Regions from separate parts of the Rattus norvegicus genome. Here region 2 is linked to region 1. A link is a contact called in public Hi-C data. All regions are on one chromosome and are shown on one strand. The core of a region is the stretch at or near the end of the contact, and the rest is flanking DNA. Distances in the headings are between cores, read along the strand shown. Region 1 holds the start of Reps1 (RALBP1 associated Eps domain containing 1). Region 2 overlaps Ect2l (epithelial cell transforming 2 like).

Region 1 (6,048 bases), core at 3,129-5,628:
AGCATTTGAAAATCTGTTTCGACATAATATAAACCATCTGTTTCAAACGGCTTTCTGATGATGTCACTAAAAACCGCTGTGCCTAGAAATGCACAGGAGAGAAATTAGACTGGACTTCAAAGGGGTCACATGGCGGCTTGCAGAAGTTGTATTTCTTTCCCCCTCATATTTTGAAATAGTTAAGTGAAGGGTACAGAGAAAAGCCTCACTTCCTCCTGAAACCTAGAAGTTAAGCTTCTATCACCCAGGCACTGGGGGACGCCTGGTGGGGGCAGGAAGAGCAGTGGGCCCCCCCCCCTTTTTTTTCCGAAGCTGGGGACCGATCCCAGGACCTTGCGCTTGCTAGGCAAGCGCTCTACCACTGAGCTAAATCCCCAACCCCCTAGTGAGTCCCTTTTGATGATGTCCTCACTCTTCTCTCATCACAGTGGGCCTAACAGATCAGTGCTGCAGGATTCCTGCATCCTAGAAATGGGTCGGTGACAACTGAGGCTGGTCAGGTGCTTCTTAGCAAACAGGGGGAGTGAACTGTGTTGCTTTTCTTTGAGATTCATGCTATTAATGTTTTGTTTTTATTTTTAGATTTATTTTTAATCTCTCTCTCTCTCTCTCTCTGTGTGTGTGTGTGTGTGTGTGTGTGTGTGTGTGTGTGTGTGTGTGTGTGTGTGTCTGTGGGGTCTGGAGGTATTATTTCCTCTGGAACTGGAGTTACAGGTGGTTCTGAACCACCCAACATGTGTGCTGGGACTCAAGCTCAGGTCCTCTGCACTGAGTAGGTCTGACTTTAACTTCAGAGCTATCTCTCCAGCCTCATCAGTGGCTTTTTTAACAAACAAACAAACAAACAAACAAACAAAAAATCTTTCTATGTAGCTCAGGCCGGCCCCAAACCTGTGATCTTCATACCTCAGCCTCCCTCCCCACTGTTGGAACTGCATGAATGTACCACCATGCCTGGCCTGTGTGTTAGCCGTTCTTTACCCTCATCTGGGCCTATGTTGTCAATGAGAAGTGTCCTGTCCCAGGCCTGTTGTAGTTTAGGAAAGCTTTATAAAGCAATACAGCTACAGACAGAGTAGCTTCACACTCTCTAAGGCTCATACGGTGGCGAATTTAGCTTGAGTAATTGGCAACAGGTAACAGGAAGGGCAATGGAAGAAGGAAATGGTGTCTGGTAGGCAACTCCTGGCTACAAGATCCTAGACTCTGTGATTCCCAAAAAGAAAATCCTGCCCCTCACTTTACACTGGGACAACATGATCCAAGTATAGGTGTCTGGTTGTTTTGTTTGTTTGTGACAGGATCTCACTTGGATTCCAGGCTGGGCTAGAATTCACAATTCTTCCTTTCCATGGGATTGTATGTGTATACACCCTACCGGACTTTCGAAGTATAATTTTGACTTTTTAATGTCATGTATATGAATGCTTTTGACTGCATGAGTGTATGTGCACCATCCATGTGCAGTGACCGCTGAAACCAGAAGACAGCATCAGATCCCAGGAGCTGGATTTAAGGTTAAGAGGCTGTACGTGAGCTGGGAATGGAATCTGGGTCCTCTGCAAGGGCAGCAAACGCTCTTAACTTCTCAGCCATCTCTCCAGCCCTTCAAAGCATAATTTTGAACCCATTAACTGGGCTGGAACTTAGAGACTTTGAGGACTGTAAGGAACAGGTTTATGTGAGAGGCGGCAGGAGAGGAGAAAAAGATAGATTATGGACACGTCAGAGCCTAGAACTTGTACACGAAGGAATCCTGCTTCTTTGGATTTGAAGAGAGGCACAGAGAGCTGGAGTTTGCTAAAGTTAAGGATGTGAGAGTAGGAAGTTAGAGTCCGGGCTGCTCGGTCCATCAACACTGAATTCATTTGATCACTCATGATTGAGGCATACCTGTACATGGACAGGCCTTGGAAGTGTGGTAAGCAAGAAACACTTCCTACTGAATACAGAGCTAGTGGCTCAGGGGACTTAAGAGAGGGTACTGGTTTCAGAGTTGAGTAGGTTTAGGATCCTATATCTAGATATTTGGTATCATGTGACTTACAAGTTGCTAAAACCATTTTTTTTTGTCTCAGTGTCCCAATTTTTCAAAAAAGGAAAATACTTGAAAAGCCTATTTCATGGGGTTGTTGTCCTCAATGTGGTAATTAGCATAAAAATTTAGAAAAATTCCTGGGCCACAATAACACTCAGTAATTACTAGTTATGAATATATATAGAAAGTAGATATGCAATGAAGAAAAAGAATTCAGATTAAGAGGATCAAACACAGTGCAACAGCTGGAGATCAGGTGTCAGGGGAACTGTTCTCTAAGACAGTGACCTTGGAACAGGAGAATAAACCGTAGAAGTGTCTGTGTGAGAATTCAGACAGGAACAAAGGCCTGGGGCAAGAAAGAGCTGCTAGCTAGGCCACGGGAAGGTGTCAGGGAAAAAGGGACTGGTGACAACAGGAATCAATTCCCACCTGGTTGAACCTATCTTTTAAAAAATACACACACACACACACACACACACACACACACACACACACACGACACACAAACTGACACACACACATACACACACATACATACACACACTCACACACATACACACACTGACACACACACTCAAACACATACACACACTGACACACACACACTCACACACATACACACACTGACATACACACATACACACTCACACACATACACACATTACACACACTGACACACAAACACACTGACATACACACATACACATGCACACACATACACACACATACACACAGGCATACACACGTACACACACTGACACACACATTCACACACATACACACTCACACACATACACACATACACACTCACACACATACACACATACACACTCACACACATACACACACATACACACTCACACACATACACACATACACACTCACACACATACACACACATTCACACACATACACATACACACACATTCACACACATACACACTCACACATATACACACTGACACATACACACATGCACACACATACACATACACACACTGAACACACATACACACATACTGACACACTGACACACATACACACACATACACACACAAAATCTGAAATTGTGAAAATGAGTTATATGAAGTAGAGTAATCTGAAAATGTCGACACAAAGTGGCATCTCTAAAGACTTAGATGAAGGGCTTCCCTGCTCATTTAGACTCAGCCTTCGAACAAAGCACGGCAGAGTGGTGCTTTTGGTGCCAGAGTCCTCCCTTCTGTTTCCTGGGCTGTTTGAGATAGGATTTCTCCCACATGGTCTAAGTTGGCCTTCAGTGTTCTATGCAGCTGAACATGACCTTGAACTCTGATCCTCCTGTCCTCTACCTTCCAAATGCTGGGATTACAGGTAAGCACCACCACGCGTGGTATAGGGGGTACTGGGAATAGAATCCAGGGTCTTGTGCACGCAAGCGCTCTAAGAAATGAGCTACAAACCCAGCCCTCTATGTCGGCTCAGTCTCATAATGATGTCCTCTTAATGGGCTAGATGTAACCAAACTTGACGAGTCTTCTGTGTAATCTCCCTTGGCTCCCATATCTGAAATACTTCGTATTTAATGCTGACAAGATAGCTGGCTGGCTGGTGATAGTATCCCATCACCAGGAAAGCAAAGGCAGAGGGATCAAGAGTTCAAGTCCAGCCTGACTTCATAGGGTTTCAGAAAAGAAATAGTTTAAAAAAGATTAAAGACTCATTAAGGGTGTATGAACTCCTGAGACAGGTGCAGATTAAGACAGCGCATTTTTCCCCCCACGGAGGAAAGGATCATGAGCCACAGGAGGCCCTGGAGTTGGCTGAAGGCCTACATAGGTTTATAGAGTGGATGGCATAAATCGACAATATTCGGTTTCCGGTGACAAAAACAAAAAAACCTCTGACCGTTTATTTTTTTCTTTCCATTTTGCAAACTTGGGTTTTATAGAAGACCGGGCTTAGGAGTGGGAATTCAGCCTCGGTTTAAGCGTCCACACCTGAGCAAGCTTCCCAGCTCCAGTGGACAGTGTAAAATGATGCACTCCTCCTCGGTAAGTGCAAACGGGTAGGAACTGCTGCATGCCAGAAGCTGCCACACTCGAGCCCGCAGCCCGACCTGAACCCTCCGCATCCGATCGCTGGCGGACTGGTCCTCAGGTGCCCCTCGCCTAGGGTCCTGGCGGAGGGCGCCCAGGGCCACTGGTCGCGCCGCGGGGCTCCGGCCAGCAGGGGGCGCTGCGGCCCGCTCTCCCGGGAGCGGCCAAGCCAGCCCGGTGGGTGTTTCTCTCTCTCTCTCTCTCTCTCTCTCTCTCCCTCTCTCTCCCTCTCCCTCTCGCGCTCTCTCCTCCCGGCCTCACATCCGGGTCTGGAGCGCGGCCGCCGCTGTCAGTGCCGGGCCGGGGCGCAGTCAATGGCGGCTGAAGGAGGCGGAGCGGCGGCCACGCGCAGCCCCGAGCCCCCGAAACTTTAGACTTCCGAAGCCCCACAACTTCTCGGAGGGGGGTGCGTGGGCGGAAGGGGAAGCCGAGGCGGGAAGCCCGAGGGACGCGGCCGAGCCCCGAGCCGCCGCCTCCTTCCCCACGCCGAGCTTTGCGGCCGCGCGCCGCCGCCGCCGGCTGCCCCGGGCCACACGAGCTCGCGGCCCCGCGGGGAGGCCGTGCTGCACGCAGTCCCCCGCCGGCCGCCCCGGGTCGCGGGGCCGGCGCCCGGGTGGTGCATGCGGGGCGGGGCGGCCGCGGGGCCGAGGCGAAGATGGAAGGCTTGACGCTGAGCGACGCCGAGCAGAAATACTACTCGGATCTCTTCTCCTACTGCGACATCGAGAGCACCAAGAAGGTGGTGGTCAACGGGCGAGTGCTCGAGCTGTTCCGGGCCGCGCAGCTGCCCAACGACGTGGTCCTCCAGGTACCGCCGCGTCCCCGGCCGCGCGGGCCTCGGGCAGCGGGAGCGGGAGTGGGCGACGTTTCCAGGAGGGCAGGTTCCACCCGGGGGGCTCCCGTGCGGCGGGCAGAGGCCGCAGGTGCGGGTGCGCGGGGACTCCCGGAGGGGGAGGGGTCGCTTGCCGGGGTGGGGGCGGGGGTCTGCGGAGCCTCAGCCTGCATCCCTCGGCCAGCCTGTGCACGGGAAGAGCAACTTCCCCGGGAGGCTCTCGGCTTGTGTGCGGATCCTAGCTTCTGCTGTGTGTGTTCCACATTCACAGAAGCTCTTCGGCTCCCGCACAATAGGAAAGTTACGAGTATAGGCAGGCAAAATGCCATATGAATTGGAGTGAGCCGAGCAGACTCGATGAAGTGAGTTTTGTTAAGGTATCCAAGAAGCAGGTTGGTTTTTTTGGGTTTTTTCTTTTTTCTTTTAGGAAGCTGTGTTTTTTTGGGGGGGGGGTTGCGACTAAGAAAATTTGAACTTCTGGCTAGTACTTGGCGTGTAGATAGATGTGAAAAGAACTTGTTCGTAGGATGGGTGGCCGATGTACCGTGGACAGTATCTTCTAGTGGGCTTTCCGAGTGTAGTTGGTGGAGCTGGTTCATTGGGTTTGGGATCTACTGGAACAGCTGGAATCAGAAGGTGGATATTCTCCTCGGTCTGTAGCTCTGCCCTGTAGCAGCAAGCACGGTTAGTGTAAACCTTCTTTGTCGTCTGTTTTTACAGGAGACTTCGTAGAAGTGCTAATATTTGTGATGAGCATTAACGCTACTGCCTCATGATTCATAGCTGCTAGTAAGAGCCTTTTTAAACGGCATGGGAGGAAGGAACCGTTTTAAGTTTTCATCCTAATATTGATCCCAAATCAGTTATCCGAATCTCCAAACACATGGAGATGGAAGTGGATAAAATGTAGGGGAAGCAGAATATTGGGGCAGAGGTTTTGTTTTACTTTGTTTTGAGACGGTTTCTTGCTTTATATCCCAGACTTGCCCTGAACTTCAGGGTCCTTTTGCTCCCTCAACTGCTCAAGTGCTGGGATTACAGGTGTGGGCTGGGCTAGGAGTCTCTCCGGGCTTTTACTGTGGTCTCCTATCAAATAG
Region 2 (5,922 bases), core at 2,785-5,284, 140 kb after region 1:
GTCCAATCCTGAGGTGCCCTCAACCTTCAGGTCCCTGGGTGTGTGGTAATTAGCAATACTCAGGCACCTAATACCTGAGTGGGATTGCAGGCAGAGAAAGGAGAAACATGGAATGGGTGGGACGTATGTAAACCCTAGGTGGGAATGGAGAAGAGACAAAAGACGCTTCCTGACTTCCACATCAACCCACTCTCTGGATATGTACTGTGTGCACGAGGCTAGCTCTCGCCATCAAAACAGTTTAGACAAAGTACCATATGGGTGGCTCTATGTGATACAGGGAGACGTTAAACACAACAGACTCGCACCACAGAACATAGGAACTAAGAACTTATGTGCAAGACTTGTTTAACAAGTCCACTCCTCCCCGCAACGTGTCAGCTTCCAGAGTTTCGGTTTCTCCTTTGCTTTTAAACTTGAGCATTTTTGGTGGGGAGGGGACTGGAGAGATGGCTCAGTGAGAGCTCTGGGTGCTTTTGCAAAGGGCCAGGTTCCATTCCCGGCACCTCCATGGTGACTCACAACTGTCTGTAACTCCAGTCTCGGAAGATTCAATACCCTCTTTGGACCTCTGAAGGTACCACACACTCGTAGTACACAAACATATATGCAGGCAGACATAGTCATACACATAAAATAAAATATAAATAAATAAACTTGTGTTTTCTTTATTAGCTTCATCAATCCCTACAAAACATCTCGGCAATGAATGACAATATTTTATATGATTGCTCTAACTGTGTAGAAGGTTGGAGAATGCTCAGAATATGGGTTTTGGAGATAGAAGAGACAAAATGACCCAAACTTCCAGACTCTCTGTCTGTCCATATATGGTAGTTTGAAGTACAGAGGTACAGCTTGTCTCTGAGTATTTCCCGCTCCTTTCTGAGAAAGTTCTGCCTTCTCAGGCTCCAAAGACTTCTCCTTCGTCCATCTGAACTCCTTTGTAAAAATCTAGTCTTAGCAAAGAACATTGCTAAGTCATTTCAGAACAAACCCCAACCCTTGATACCTGATCACCCTGGAAATCCGATCGGCTTCCTGATCCTTCAGTGCCTCAGAGGACGTCTGATCCCCTGGCCTGAGTCCAGCAGGAGCCTGCTAGCTTGGTTTAGACAGAATCCCCTCGCCCCTGAGTTTCCTCGGGGTGATTTTCCATCCACTCTGCTCTGCACCTTGGCTAGAATTTTTACCTTGCCTGTGTTGTCTTCAGTTCAAGTCTCATCCTTCCCTGGCAGCAAAGCCCACAGCAGTGATGGCGCCGCCAAGGTCCTAAAGAGTCTGTCTCATCCTGCTTTGGTGTAACACTATCACTGGCTGATGCTTTCTCCTTAAAACAACTTCCCATTGCCAAGTGCAAACGCTCTCCTTTAGAATGAGTCTCCCGAACTCAAGGTTATGCGGCTGCGCTGGGCGCTAACTTAAGCTGGAAGTTAACGTTGTCTCTGAAAAACTTCATACACAATTTCTCAACAGACTACACCAAGTGAGATTTCCTCCCCTGATCCCTCGAGCCCTCTGCCGCATTTACTCAAAGGAGAGTCTTAGAGTGGGGATGGGTCTTTACTCTTAAGTATACAGGGATGCACACGTTTTCCTGCCCACTCCTAAGTCCATTCTGCTCTGGAAGAGACAAATGACAAGACTCCCATGACCTTCCTTCTTTCGTCAGTCCCTCCCCTCCCCCACCTCTTGAAACCGCAGTTGCATGAATGCCGCCACACCCACCCAAGAAGGCTACAAGTTTAAACTTCTCCAGTTCTGGCAGGAAAGGCCTTTGTAGGAAGGCGGTGCAGCTGTGCAGAGGCAACTTAAAACCGGTCCCACCAGTGCAGCAAGGAGAGCAACTCACAGCCCTCAGAGGCGGCTCCAAGTGTGACAGATACAAACAGCCCAGTGGCCTTCAAAGGTCAATGTAGTCAAGGCCGGGTGGGGTTGGGGGTTGGGGGGAGACAGACACCAGCAGGAACCATGTGACCTGCTAACACATGAGTCCTGGAGAAACTGCATAATGGAGGGGTAAAAACACTTCCTGGTAAAAAACACTGGCCAGAGGGATGGTTGGAGAAGCTAAATCAGTAAAATAAATCAATCAATCGATCAGTCAGTCAATCAATAATCTTAGTTGTTATAAAGTTCCACTTAAAATCATTCTAAAAATTAACAGCGTGGAGTATTAGGGGCTATGTGAATTAAAACAAAGTTATCCGGAAATTATAAAACAAGTCATTAGAGGGGCTGGGGATTTAGCTCAGTGGTAGAGCGCTTACCTAGGAAGCGCAAGGCCCTGGGTTCGGTCCCCAGCTCTGGGGGGGGGGGGGGAGGGGGGGGACCAAAACAAAGTCATTAGAATAAGAGAAAGAATGGGAGTGCAGTTGGGGGGTGGGAGGACAAGGGAACTTGCTGGGGAAAATTGTGACCAGAATATATCATATGAAAAAGATTTTTCTCAACAAAAGAAATAGATTGGAAAACAAACAAACAAAACCAATAGCCTCTGCCATGAGAAAAAGTCCCCATACAGTAGAGTTCACCCAAGAGTTCGAGCAGCTACGTGATGTCTATTTTTCTTATTTATTATGTTTACATTTGGGGGGGAGATTATGGTGTAAGAAGATTCAAAAGAAACACTGAATAAATAAATAAGGTTTGGTAGTTCTGTTCTGTTACAGTCATTCACTCCACTCCTAACTATATACACTCCGTGGCTTTCATTCCTCCCATAGTGAGGATTGAGTCACGCCCTTGACGTTTGAGGCCAGTATTCTACTACGAAGCTCTCTGCTATGAGTTCCTAAGAAGAATAAAAGGCCAGAGCAATGGCCACAGGTACAGGCATTTGCTGACCTCAGTCGCTCGGACCCACTCGATGCGGTAAGACCCCAATTCCCACAAGTTATTGTCCAACTTCCACACTTAGCGTGTTCCTAACCGCCATCCACCACATACACTAAATAAATAACTTTGATGAACACATGAACCCTAGAAACTGGTCTAAAACGGAAAATTAAAGAAAGACAAAATTAGGGAAATAAAAGTTCCCCTTTAGAGACATTTGGATACAGATGTTCAGAGCAGCATGATATGCAACAGCCCAGGGAGGAAACAAATCAAATGTTTACGGGTGACGGTTTGAAATATTACAAGTCCACACAATGGAATACTTTTTAACAAGAAGTGTTAAAGCGTGCTATAAAATGGATAAACCTTGACAAGTTAATACATGAAAAAAGTTATAAAAAAAACCAGCTGTTACTTGGCTCTATTATATATGGAGTCCAGAGGAGGGTAAATTTAGAGAGACAGGAAGTAGACTTGTGTTTGGACACATCTGGAAGGACAGGCGGTAAGGGCGTGGCTCTCATCGACTAGGAGGGCACTCTGGGAATGGTGGAATGTGTTAGCCTATGTGATGACCGCAAAATTCTGCGAATACTCTAAAACCGTTCACTTGAGTCCCTCAGCTACTGTCATTGTACACGAATTATATCTCGACAAGGATATTTTAAGGGAAGCTGACTAATTGTATTAGCTGTTCAAAAAAAAAAAAAAAAAAAAAACCTAGTCGAGCTTCTACATCTAACTAAAATTGAACACAGCTCGAATTGAATCAAGACTACTAGCCCAGAGCGAACCTCTGGAAACAGTTGAGGGCCAGGTAAAAGTCACCCATGTCTGCAAGCCTGAGATGGGGAAGAGCGGGAGTGGGCAGATTGTGTTCGATGACAATCTCTACAAATTAAAGATGACCTCAGAAGGTCAAATCTGGAAACCAGGAGCTCGCACACAGCTAGCTTCCTGTGAAGTCAGCAGCCCAGAGCACGTTAACAGCTGCGCGAACTGTGACTCACTCCCTCACTGATCTCCCTGTGAGAGCGCAGCTGCTGTCAAAGGGAGCGAGGAAAAGCTACACAACAGGTTGGTTCCACATTCTCATTTCACAGAAAGAAGAATTCGGGTGCCAAAGGGTACAATTTCTAGTGACAAAACCAGGTCTACCTTAAGCCGCCTCAAACATACCACAAGATCTCTAATGACCTCCAGTGGTAACAACTGAAACTGCTTGGTTTATGGAGCCCGAGACTAGAATGCACTCCACAATGTGATCATGGATATGAGGTTTGGTCTGCTATTTATTAATTTTTCTAGAAAGCTGGAAAGGAATCCTAGGAAGTGACTACGGTGAAATGTGCCTCCTCTTGCTCTTCAGACACTCACTAAACAGTCTCTGCTGGGCTGTGGAGATGTTTGATGTTTAGAGCACATACAGCTCTTCCAGAAGCTCTGAGTTCAGTTCCCAGCACCTGCACTGCACAGCAGTTTACCAACACCTAAAGCTTCATCTCCCGGGATCAGACATCCTCTTCAGGCCTCCACAGACACCCCCTCCACAGACACACACATGTAAGAATAAGAAAATAAATATTCTTTTTAAAAAAAAGAATCTTCACAATGTCAGGCCCCAAAGGGGATAGGAACTCCACAGGAATATGAACAGAGTCAACTAACCTGGACCCTTGGGGCTCTTAGAGTCTGAACCACCAACCAAAGAACATTCATGGGCGGAACCTAGGCCACCCCACACATATGTAGCAGATGTGCAGCTTGGTCTTCATGTAGGTCCTGAATAAATGGAGGGTAGGGAGGCTATCCCAAAAGCTGTTACCTGTATGTGGGATGTGTTCTTCTAGCTGGGCTGCCTTGTCTGGCCTCAGTGGGAGAGGAAGCACCTAGCCTCACAGAGACTTGAAGTGTGTGTCGGGGGGCAGGGGGAGCATCCGCTCAGAGGAGAAGGGGAAGGGGTGTGGGGGTAGGATTGTAGGAGGGGGTGACCAGGAAGAGGACAATGAGCAGGATGTAAAGTGAATAAGGAAAAAATAAATTAAATTAAAAAGTATCTTCACAATTCATTCAACCCAGTCAGAGAGATGTTTTCTTTTCCAGGGTACCCCACCAGGAAGCCTCAGTGGACAATCTACTGCGAACCCACAGAGGTGGGAGTGAGAGGCCAGTATAGAAGAGAAACAAAACAGAACAAAACTCATCTTGCCATGGCGGGCAGGAGTAGGTGGGAGGAACAGTAGAAGGCAATTTTTGAAGTAAGAGCCACTCTTGATGGTTTATGAACCTTGTATAAGAAATTGAAGGTCAGCCTCTCCTTGAGCTCACAGTGAAAGCAACTATCCCCAGTTGGCTGTGGGACATACCCAGAGTTTCACTAAACAAACAAGAGGAAATAAGCCGCTTCCTAGAGTCCCCTCTGCCGGTGCGACAGAGTTCCAGTTCTCTGTCTACTGGATAAAGAACGTCAGACTATGTACAAAGGAAATATGCCGCTCCGTTATGATTGTTGGCTGAAGACACAGTGATTGTCCCAGACGGACTCAAGGTAACGTTTCTGGAGATGAATCTGGCAAAACCATTCTTATAGAAGCTGCTACTGCCCACCCAGGTTCTTCAGTCAGGTTCAGGCACACCGAGGGGCTTTCTAGAATATTCTGGTTGCACACACATCTTGAATAGCTCCAGTTTCACTCACGAGAGTCCACTGATAGCACTTAGCTGGCTGTTTGATAAGCTACCGGCTGCTCTGATTGTCTCCTGAGTCTGACGTTTGCTCTGCTCACTGGAAAGTATCTGGGAGCAGCTGAAGTATTGCGACTTGCCAATCAGAGAAAACTAATCATCTCTAGAGTAGTAATTCCTGATCAGAACATTAGCTGCCCTGGCTGTGATTTCAACTAACAAATGTCACACTGTCTACGCCAAAGGGCAATGGAAGAATAGGAGAAGGTCAAAACCTGTGGGACGCTATGTGTCTTGTCATAACCCTAAAGGCCACTAGCATTGTCCTTTCTTATGTCTTTTTCGGTTCCATCCAGTACTTAGTAATCATTTATAAAATGTCTACCTATGTACCAG

Evidence for each region. Hi-C and Micro-C count contacts between places; a contact is called where the count stands out from the background.
Region 2: a contact with region 1 is called in a Hi-C map of liver, with 10 times the contacts expected there. The contact joins the enhancer-like site here to the promoter of Reps1 in region 1. A contact is called at or near these places in 11 of 12 Hi-C or Micro-C datasets (the A7r5 cell line, Schwann cells, frontal cortex and 6 more) and 1 of 1 datasets of contacts at active chromatin or transcription factors (oligodendrocytes).

The regions. Positions count from the first base shown.
Region 1 is chr1:14,513,211-14,519,258 of GRCr8, forward strand. Reps1 (RALBP1 associated Eps domain containing 1) reads left to right here and starts at 4,379. Exons shown (of 20, transcript NM_001415798.1): 1 at 4,379-4,927. The coding sequence starts at 4,775.
Region 2 is chr1:14,656,852-14,662,773 of GRCr8, forward strand. The region is part of intron 2 of Ect2l (epithelial cell transforming 2 like); the gene reads right to left. Among named protein-coding and RNA genes, the nearest start is that of Ect2l, 18 kb to the right of the region's middle. Within about 2 kb of position 4,035, at least 11 of the 93 cell types and tissues checked have an H3K27ac peak or open chromatin away from gene starts, as enhancers often do. A contact at or near this core is called in the A7r5 cell line and liver, where this site is marked.